Linked DNA regions of Mus musculus: regions 1 and 2 are each linked to region 3. Evidence: chromatin contacts called from public HiChIP or PLAC-seq data. All regions are on one chromosome and are shown on one strand. Each heading gives the region's core, a stretch centred on a gene start, on an enhancer-like site or on the middle of the called end of the contact. The rest is flanking DNA. Distances are from core to core; before and after follow the strand shown.

Region 1 (3,311 bases), core at 85-2,584, 250 kb after region 3:
CGGACAATGGCGGCTGGAACTGTACAAATGAAGGAAGACAAAGGCTATCCACATTTGCTGCATTTATTGACCTTTTACTGTGAAGAAATGGAGAAACGATGTGCCTTAATACACCTTCAAAGGGTGACTTTGCGCTAGGAAACACTCTGCCTTGGGATTTTGCTTTGTTGGTGGTGGTGATGGTTGCGTTTTTCTTCCACAAAAATAAATACTTGCTTGTGACATATACCTGCTTCGCCAGAAACCGCCCAAGTCTTGGAAGATTTAGCCTGGAGACACTCCTTGGGGCAGAGTTCACTGGCTCCAGGACTCCTAGTCTGAGTGTCCCAGTCCATTGTCTTAGCCACATGGCCCTATATCTTTATTTTGAATACCTTGCCAACTTCTCAGGACCTTTTATTTGCATTCTTTCTGTAAGCCAGTTTTCACTTTCACTCTATTCTTTTCCTGTCGGGATTGAGTTATCCTAACAACAACAATAACAACAACCAGCCCTCAAATAATTCCTCACAGCAGAACTCTTTCATTTTAGTGCGTAGGCTGTTGTGCAGCATTGTCAAGGTATCAAGAAAATAGGCTGCCCTGCCCTGCAAGGAATTTCGGGTGTTTGTTTGTTTTTTAAGGTTAAAAAAAAAAAAAAGAAATACCTAAAAAGTTGGAGTAGAGATTTTTCAGCCAGTAGTCAAATAAACAGAGGCAGCATGGGGGAAGGGATAATCGCAAGTGTGTGTGTGTGAAGAAGTGTTTTCTGAGATTTACATTCTTCTGGTATGAATGGACAGAATTTAATTTAGGCAAGGCTTTTGAATAACAAGTCTATTCACCCACTGTGAGAGCGTGGGTAAGTAACTTCGCTTGCTAGCGCTTAGCGAGCAAAGCGGAGGATCCACTTTGAAAGATTTCCCTGAGGATTACCTGAGAAATCACCTACTACCTAATAGGCGCAAAGTAAATGGAAGTTGCTGCAGGCTACTGCTTCCTGGATGGGCCATTACTCAAAAATGCCGGAAACTTTGTTTTCAACAAACTAGTCCTCTCACTATAAAAGAACTAGGAACACTGCTGTCATACACGGGGTTAGCTTATTTGAAGCAAAAAGACAAAAGAAAACCCTCTTTAACTTTACACAGGCTAAACTCACTTAACTGGTGGCGGGAGCGCCTCAAAGGCGCCCCCAACCCACCCAACTAGTAACCCAGTGCATTGTGGGAAATGTAGTCTAGGGCTATATTAGACCGGGTACGGGAAAAGTGGATAGAAAACTACAACTCCCAAGAGGAGGTGAAGCGGGGCTATTTCCCAGTCTGGCAGTAGCTCCGTGGGAGGGAGTTGGCACTCTCTCTGCCTACGTGGGAGAGAAGGCACGGTTGGGGGAAGTGTGGAAAACCTCCGGAGGCGCCGCCGCCAACGGAAGACTTGGTGGGAGGAGAAGTAGAGGGGTAAAGACAGGCTGGGAGGGTGGAGGTGAGGAGGACAAATAGGTCGCCTCCGTTCCCGAGGCGGCACAAAGTTCTTCAAGATGTGGCTGAAGCCCGAGGAAGTGCTGTTGAAAAATGCGCTGAAGCTGTGGCTGATGGAAAGATCCAACGAGTACTTTGTCCTGCAAAGGCGTCGAGGCTACGGGGAAGAAGGAGGAGGGGGACTTACAGGTAAGAGGTTGTGGCCAGCTACACCTGCGTTAGGGCTGGGTCCGCTGTCACTGAATAGGTGGCAAGGCAAACAGTTACTCGTCGCTGCCCGCTGCCTCATCTTAAACCCAGGGCGACTGACTGGGGAATTCTGCTCCCGCCACCACCTTTCCTCTGCTACCACCGCGTCCTGACTGTCTTGCACAGGACTCCCAGTTGCTCTTTGGGTCTTACCGCGATAGGAGAAGCTAAGGGGGTTTCCAGTACCTGATGGGTCGCTTCCCATGGCGAAGGGGGCTGATGGGCAGTGCAGTGCGCTAGCTAGACTAGTCCCGTTAAGACAGGCGAGGAGAGCGGGTTCGCGGGTGTGGACTTAACTTTTTTTCCAAAACCTATACAAATAATCACCACCCTAGGGAGTGAGTGCGAGTGTGTGAGGGGCATTGCTAGGACATGGGAATCCTAAGGAGAACGAAGTGCCCCAATCACACCTTGAGAGAGAGGCTGCAAGTGAGATTTGGGTCGGGGCATGGGGCTGCTTGATGCTGGGGAAGTGAAGGAGTAGCCCTCAGAATTACTCACCTCCTCTCAGTTTCGCGTCTTTTGCTATATCCAAGTTTTCAACCCTTGGAATCCCTGTATTCTTCTAAGAGTACATTTCTCTCCAGTGAGTTTGGCTCTGCCCCTTCTTTCAAAGATGTGTAAACCAAACCAATTAAACAAGAAGGAGACTCAACTCTTCTAAGCCAGTCTCCCACAGTTGTTAATCTTAATTCAAAACTGGTCCATGTCTGAAGATTACAAAGAAGGCTGTTTTTAGATCCTTAGTCTTCCATAGGGGCTTTTTACAAATTTGGACCTTGGAGAGACAAGAGCTGTTTTTCATGGTAATTCTTAGTTTGGTATTAGGGCTTTGAAGTGGTGGAGCAGCTTAATTTGGGGAGGGTGATGTAGAGGGAAGAAGCAAAAATCTGACCACCTGAATTTTGATCATATCCTTACCTCTTGCCTGTTGGATGGCATTGATCAAATTCTTTCATATATGCAATCTTTTTTTTTTATGGTGGGTTTAAACTGCTTTTCTCTTCTGAGATTCTTTTTTTATTGATCATTTTATTTGTTTACATTTCAAATGTTATCCCCCTTCCTGGTTTCCCCTCCACACCCCCTTATCCCATATCTCCCTGCCCCCCTCCTCTTTGCCTCTATGAGGGTGCTCCTTCAACCAATCACCCACTCCTGCCTTACCACTCTTGATTCCACCTATGATGGGGTATAAAGTCTCATATATGCAATCTTAAGGTACCACTTTGTGCTAGAATTATAATTTTGGTCACTGCCTTTAAAGTGCTGGGTTGAGAGAGGAGGGTGGAAGTAGACTAGGAAGATTAACTAGTTTACTAGAAAAAAATAGAATCAGAACCAAAGGACTACTGAAGGGTTGAAGGAAGAAGTTTCGTGGCTTATGTGACATTGATCTTCTTTGGCTAAAAAGAATGGTGCTTACTCTATGGAGATATGCGTGTAAACTGTAAGATAATGTTCATAAAGGTATGTTTATGTTAAGGCGAGCCTCCTCTAATGTGGATAGAATTCATATGTCCTATGAGATATATGACTTTACAACTAACAATCATCTGACTTATCCAACTTCTAAAAAGGGCCTTCAGGCAGTATGGGAAC
Region 2 (3,393 bases), core at 355-2,854, 180 kb after region 3:
GCTCCTAAAGCTCCTTTTAACACTTAAGGTTCGTGTTTCACAGAATACTCACTTGTATTTTAGCTGGTCTTTGATAGATGGTGTTAATTTTCCTCTAGGTTTCTCTAGGGTCCTAAGAGTATCAAGAATAGAATAAACCTATGCTTAACCATGGGAAATACTATTAAGTAAATGCTTAGCCGAGGATTTAGAGATGAGAGTGATTGGGAATGCTGGAAATTAGACTGAACCAAAAATGTAGCTAAGACTGAATTCATAAACAGCATGGTCTCTGGTTATTACTGGGAGGTAACGACAATTGATATTGTAGAACTCCTGTGCCCCTGAACTTGTCGAGTAACAATATTTAACGTAATTTTCATACTCAGCTAAACAGCATCCTGAGTGGTTTACAGGAAGACTTTTAACCATCTGATCAACTCCATGCGCTCAATGTTTTCATTCCCATTTTACAATTTATAAACAAATCGAGGCGCAGAGAAGTAAATTCTAAAGGTTAAAAACTGTTCAGAAGCTGGGCCTGGTAGCACATGTCTTTAACTGTAATCGCAACTAAGCAAGAGGATTGCCCTAAAGTATGCCTATGGTGCTAATTTACATAGTTAACTCCAGGCTGGTTAGGACTACACAGGGAGACTCTGTCTAAAATTCAAAATCATAAATAAATTCTAAAGTGGCTGTCACCTGGTATATTAATTCAGCTTAGTTCCATGCACAGTTTTAGTGATTCCAGTAAATGTAGTCATTGATAGATAATATTGACAGAAATGTATGCTGAACTATGACTAACTCATAAACAAGAGACATGTGTGAGTTGTCCAGGTGGGCTGGCCTCATTTTAGTTGGTATCAAGAGAAGAAAGGTATTGTAGTTAAGATCATGAATCTCGCTGGAAAATCAGTTAGGTCAAACCTAATTTGTGGAAGGTGAATTAAAAAGGGGAGCTTGGCTTTGAGGTGTGTGGAGATGATAATTCTGTTGTGGTTATCAAAATTGCTTGCAAGAGGCATCTGGTGCAGTGTGTTAGCCTCGGGTAGCAAAGACACGTATAGCACTTGCTGAGATCAGGGAAAGAGAAACGTGCTGTTTGGGGCCACTAAGAAGGTAATTAAATAAAGGGAGCAATGAGGACGTGCTTTGCTTGTCCTTTCCGGGGGGGAGGGGGAGGGGGAAACAGGAAGCCTCTAACCCCAGCACTAAACACCTACTCAGAACTCACACCCTTTGGACCTGGGGCTGTTCAGAAGTACTTTCCTACCACAAAGCCCAAACTCCCCTTCAGGCAAAGGAGATGGAATTTGTGCCTTTCAAAACCAACTCCAATCCGACTCCGAACTGAAAGCTTGTAAACTGGCGCATTCTCCAGTTTCTCGGGCCGAGGATTCTTCCTAAAAAGGACAGGACACACCTGGCTGGCCAACCTCGAGTCTCTCCTGTAACGTTTCCCCATCCTGTGACCCTTTTAAGAGGCGGATCCCGCAGTGTCCTTTTCCTCTCCGCTTGCTCGCTCGCTCGCTGGCTGGCTCTCTCTCCCAGCCACCTCTACCCCCAGCCGGGTGGGCGGAGCTTCGCGCGAGCGTCCCAGAGCCCGACGAGGCCGCGGCAGTCGCGAGCGAGCATCCCTAGCGCTTGCTTGTAGGAGCTGCGTCTGCAGTAGCCTGGCCGCTGACGCTGCGTGCCGGCTGGCAGGGCAGCCTGCGACCTCGCTGGCCCCGCGCCCGCTGCTAGCCGCCGGCTCCCCACCTGGTTCGCACCTAGTCCCAGCCCGGGTCGCCTGCCGAGTGCGCGCCATGGGGCCGCCGCCCGGGATCGGGGTCTACTGCCGCGGCGGCTGCGGAGCTGCCCGGCTACTGGCTTGGTGCTTCCTTCTGGCTCTGAGTCCGCACGCGCCCGGTTCCCGGGGAGCCGAAGCCGTGTGGACCGCGTACCTCAACGTGTCCTGGCGGGTTCCGCACACCGGAGTGAACCGCACGGTGTGGGAGCTGAGCGAGGAGGGCGTGTACGGCCAGGACTCGCCGCTGGAGCCCGTCTCCGGGGTCCTGGTACCGCCCGACGGGCCCGGGGCGCTCAACGCCTGTAACCCGCACACCAATTTCACGGTGCCCACGGTTTGGGGGAGCACGGTGCAAGTATCTTGGTTGGCCCTCATCCAACGCGGTGGAGGCTGCACCTTCGCGGACAAGATCCATCTGGCTTCAGAGAGAGGGGCTTCTGGAGCGGTCATCTTTAACTTCCCTGGGACCCGCAATGAGGTCATCCCCATGTCTCACCCGGGTGAGTGCAGCTACTAATTTGCAGCTCTTCAAACCTCTACTGGTGACCAGCTTCCCCGGTTTCCTTCCCTGCTTGCCTCTCCCTGTCCCTTTGCTTGGAAAGAAAACGGGTGCCCCTTTTTTTGCCCCCACTAAGTAGAGCAGGGTCCTCCCGAGAGTCTTCAGGTGTAGGGGTTGGGTGCAAAAGAATTCTTCAGAATTTAATTTGCCTCTGGTGGAAAAGGGTAAGACAAACGGGGTGGGGTGCTTGGGGGGGGGTCGCAGAGGCTGGCACAGTTGGGGTTTTCGCTTCTTTTCCTGGTGTTTCACAAGGGTGCTTTCCTGGGATTAAGGGTGTGGGAGGGTGGGCATTGGCTTTTAAACTAGGAGGGAGAACATTGCCTGGGAATCGCTTTGCGGTATAAAAACGGATTTTTCTCTTCTCTCTGGGTTTCTCTTCACATTTCCTATGAATCAAGTACAAGATTATGTTACAGTACTCAGTTAACCTCATTGTAATTTTTTGTGGAAACTTTAGCTTAGGAGTTCTCTGCCCAGTGGTCTTGGATCCCAAGTAGTTCTTGTTATCAGTGCTTTTGTTTGTTGCCTCCTGACAAACCTGATTTAGCTTCTTGAGTTCCAAGGCAGGTGGTTAATGCTACTGAAAATAAAATAAAATAAAATAAAATAAAATAAAGGCCCATACTTTGTAAAAAGTCATCCAGGTACTTCTGAAATGTGTGGACATGGTGGGGTGACTATTTAACTCCCTTCAACTGCCCTTCCAGAAACCTCCTTTTTGTGGTTTGTGATCCTAGGACCTGAAGGACAAAGTGTGTGTGTGTGTGTGTGTGTGTGTGTGTGTGTATGTGTGTTGGTGGTGGTGGTGTGTGTGTGTGTGTTGCAGGGGAACAGGGGAGAGAAGGGAAGAGTCTAATAACAATGTTTCCTGGCTGTTGAGAGCTGGGCCTAAAGTCAGACCTTGATTCAAATGTCTGCGCTGGGGCTTCCTAGTCCTGTGACCTTGGCAACTTATCTGAACTCTGAGTCTTGGTACTCTCATCAGTCAAATGAGACGGGATAATAAGAAACCGATTATCCACAGGTTTGCCTCTAGGGTAAAAATGAAATCAAACCTTCT
Region 3 (3,817 bases), core at 109-2,608:
AAAGGCACATTATAGAATAAATTGCTTCATTAGAACAAATACATGGAAACGACCCCCACAGGATACATTTCAATAGAGCCTAAATAGGTATATTGGTCAAAGTGGATGTTCAAAAACCGCTATATAAAGGACTTGAAAATCACTGGAATGTTTGGTAAGACTTGTTTCAGAACCTTGATAAAAGGAAGCTATCCAGCTAGTGGTGACACCTTTAACAGTTTAGAGAAGAGAACCCCTGCAGAACTGGGACGCTTATATTTGAAGCAGGAGAATTGCTCAGGTGATATAGAAGGTTCTCAGAGGAATAGTCTTTCAGAACTGCTATCAAGTATAATAATAATAGTCCTTCATAGTTATGGAGTACGGTGGAATCTACATATCCCTACCTAGTTAGAGTTTTTTTATTAGGATGCTAGAGAGATGTAAGAATTGATACGTTGCAGCAATTTGCTTCTATTTCAGATTTTCTGTCTTCATCTGCTGCCTTCAGTAAGTTTATCCAAATAAGAAAGAAAACTAATATGATAGACAAGGGTGCAAGAAGGAGGAAGAGAAGGGGGGGGGGAATGGGAACAGGAAGAAGAGGAAAGAGGATTTATTACAAGGAAATGGAGTGGAATATATGATTATAAGGGTCAGCTAAATAAATTCAAAATCTGTGAGACAGGCAGGCAGAAATGATCATATGGTTTCATGGATAAGTTAAAGTACAGGATAGAAGAGAGAGAGCAGTGATTAATACTGGTCATTACATGAAATATATTCCTCAGTTCAGCTGCTTCTGAAATGGAATGTAGGCTAAGGCAAAGAAATCCACAACCTGTTTCCTTAGCCATGAAAAAAATCATAATTTTAATTTATATGTGTGTATATATGTGTGTGTGTGTTTATATATGTGTATATATACACATATGTAATTTAATAACATCTCTGTTAGATGAAAAAAATTTTAGATCACCATATACTACATCCCTAACCTATCAGGTAAATTTGTGTGTGTGTGTGTGTATATATCCACATATATATATATATATAGTCATACAAATAAAATACATATATACATATATATGTACATATATATATTCATATAAATAAAATTCTCAAGTTCAATATTTCCCTCCTATGAATATATAGATAGAAACAATTCCATCTAAAATAGTTATTTCAATGAAGTTGAATACATGGTTATGAGGGCTATGTTTCTGTTATAAATATAGATGCAGTTTTGGAAGTTATCTTTAAATAAACTTTCTTACACAGGGGTGGATGATTAAGAATGTTTGCAAACCTCCACTCAGAGCAGCTCACTTGCCATATGGCCTTCCCACTACACTTGTTATTTTAGGACGCAGAAACTAGGAAGAGGAAGTACAGGCTGATGACTTAGCCACTAGTCCCCTCAGCATGAATTGTCATAATTTCACACAGCAGGTGAAATTAAGCCCACTTATGCTTAAACATACTGTATTCCCCTTAACACATGGTCGGTAATGATAGACTTGCTGTTAATGTTAGTATCCCACACAGATTGTGAATAACCCTGCTAAATGTTTCTACTTCCTCAAAAAGATGAAGTCTCCTAGAACAAATGGTCTTAGTTGTCATAGAAACAAGATCTTCTGGCTGATGTCAGTCTACTATAGCAACAGGAAGTGCAGATTCATTCACAGAAGCAGTTGAAACTACTAACCTAGCTACTTACGCTCAGCTCAATTCAATGAATAATAGGAAAGAAGCAGGAGGTTGAAGGCAGATACCTACAGAGGCAGACACAATATTATAAGTAAAGAAAACTATTAGACGGCAAATATTTTTAAAACAGTAGATTAGGGATGTAGTTTGTGATGGTCTAAAAAGTCTTCTGAGATGTTACCAGTTATCCCATCCCATGGAAACTTTAAAATTGCCACTAGAAGACAAGATCAGAAATATACATGGGGAAGAAGCAAATTATTAGATATTTCCACTTCTTATTTACGTTCAACACAGAGCAAAGTTTTATGAATACAATAACCCAACATCAGAATGATAAATAACTCAGGCCAGCATCTCATTCAAGGATACAAACATAAACTCACAAAAACGGGTTTACTTGGGATCTCTGATTTCTAATGTTGGGGTTCAATATTTCTTATTAGTTCTCTGCTATTTTATCATTTTCCACTTATAAGACAAAATAGTGAATCAGATCATTACTGAAAAGAACATTTGCTTCTGGTTAACAAGGTTAGTATCTTTTTTGTGTAGAAATTCTCCCTTCAATATTGCTTTAGAGTAGAATCTTAAGTCATATCCAAAATATTCTTACAAACCAAAATGCTATATTCATGAATGTCTAATTGTGAAGTATCAGTGATGTTAGAAGCTGACATTTAAAAAAAGAAAACAAAACTAGCAAACCTATGAGCCCTGGCTGTCCTGGAACTCACTCTGTAGACCAGGCTGGCCTCGAACTCAGAAATCCACCTGCCTCTGCTTCCTAAGTGCTGGGATTAAAGGTGTGCGCCACCACTGCCCAGCTGTTTGTCAGGGCACATGTGGAGATCATGAGCTTAAAAGAGTCTCAAGGTATATGTGGGTGGGAAACCTAACAACTATGGTAGAATTGAAACAGCGTTAGTAAGGATGAGCTCCAAAAGGTTAGGTAAAGACAAACTAAGCAATGAGATGCACATACAATGAGCAGGTGAAAGAATGAAGGTAAGTGATCAAACAAATTTACTGGGTAATATTAGGAGAGGAAAGAACTTCTCTACAATAGAAAGGAATTTGAACAATATGTTCTGTATCCTAGACTCTACCAGGAGATGAATTTGAGCCTGCCATTCATCTGGAAAAATAAACATAAAGTCATAAATGCAAATATCCTGAAATAGGATTGTCAACATGGGCAAATCAAATCTTTCATATGTTAAAACAGTTTATACAAGAACAGCCATTTCAAAACTGATACTAGCATTTTTTTCAACAAATCATATGAAGAAATAGGAAAGCTGGAAGATAGGACCAAAGAAACCCAAGTCATTGATGAAGAACTGTAAATAAGGCCCTTGACGAATTTCGTTTCAAACTGAAGTTATAGGTGACTAGTAGTGCTTGAATTTTATCACACGCTCATACTTAGGGAAACACACACGTGTTGAATAATCAGTTAAATGAAATGGTGAACAGCAAATAGATTCCTATTCAAATGCACCGATTCACTTGTTATTTAACTCAATTGTCTGAGAAGCAGAAAATAACAAAGGACACTATGGCCCAGGGGCTGGGGAACCAGGCAGTATTGGTCACTTGTTCATGATCACACACACAATTGGGAATGATGGCCTATAGAGCGTTTTGGGTCTATCTACCTACACAGTAGTCATGGTGCTGTTTCTACCACTCAGTCAACACTTAGGTTTGCTCTCTTAACTCTTCCAATTGCTACTAAACTTACCTAAAGACCAAAGAATGTGGCTCTGTAGCTAAATGGTATCAAACGCTCAGTCTGTGTTTTCCTCCACAGATGGCATCATTAGTATATGCCATTCTACAATTTGCTTTTCTCATATTACGTGACATCTTTGCTGTCAGCACATATAATTCAATCTCCTTGTTAATAGCCCCATTAATATTCCATTGGATATGAATACGAATGTGGAAATGATATCACAAGCTTTTTCATAGTTTGTTCAATTAAAATAATCTATTATTTCTCTCCTTCCTGAGACAATGGAATTTTTTTTAATCTTTGTGATGTCTCCTGACAGAAATTTCTATCTCCTGAAAACTGTAACTTCAACTAACAGAAGAGCTCTACAGTTCATGATGTGTA

Evidence for each region. HiChIP or PLAC-seq counts read pairs in DNA pulled down with a chosen protein or histone mark.
Region 1: a contact with region 3 is called in an H3K27ac HiChIP or PLAC-seq map of microglia, with 7 times the contacts expected there. The contact joins the promoter of Tbc1d8b here to the enhancer-like site in region 3. A contact is called at or near these places in 14 of 39 promoter capture datasets (the 3T3-L1 cell line, the C10 cell line, the HPC-7 cell line and 8 more), 17 of 484 Hi-C or Micro-C datasets (the G1E-ER4 cell line, the MC3T3-E1 cell line, Th2 cells and 8 more), 11 of 115 datasets of contacts at active chromatin or transcription factors (acute myeloid leukemia, bone marrow-derived macrophages, embryonic fibroblasts and 4 more) and 5 of 9 other capture datasets (adipose tissue, embryonic stem cells, liver and 2 more).
Region 2: a contact with region 3 is called in an H3K27ac HiChIP or PLAC-seq map of microglia, with 7 times the contacts expected there. The contact joins the promoter of Rnf128 here to the enhancer-like site in region 3. A contact is called at or near these places in 17 of 484 Hi-C or Micro-C datasets (the AML12 cell line, Th2 cells, bone marrow-derived macrophages and 9 more), 14 of 115 datasets of contacts at active chromatin or transcription factors (bone marrow-derived macrophages, cardiomyocytes, embryonic fibroblasts and 8 more) and 4 of 9 other capture datasets (adipose tissue, bone marrow-derived macrophages, embryonic stem cells and 1 more).

Annotation. Positions count from the first base shown.
Region 1 is chrX:139,683,662-139,686,972 of GRCm38.p6, forward strand. It overlaps Tbc1d8b (TBC1 domain family, member 8B), which reads left to right and starts at 1,335. Exons shown (of 21, transcript NM_001081499.2): 1 at 1,335-1,649. The coding sequence starts at 1,520.
Region 2 is chrX:139,609,016-139,612,408 of GRCm38.p6, forward strand. Rnf128 (ring finger protein 128) reads left to right here and starts at 1,605. Exons shown (of 7, transcript NM_023270.5): 1 at 1,605-2,274. The coding sequence starts at 1,791.
Region 3 is chrX:139,431,268-139,435,084 of GRCm38.p6, forward strand. No RefSeq gene overlaps it. Among named protein-coding and RNA genes, the nearest start is that of Radx, 47 kb to the right of the region's middle. Within about 2 kb of position 1,359, at least 19 of the 459 cell types and tissues checked have an H3K27ac peak or open chromatin away from gene starts, as enhancers often do. A contact at or near this core is called in the G1E-ER4 cell line, bone marrow-derived macrophages, microglia and 1 more, where this site is marked.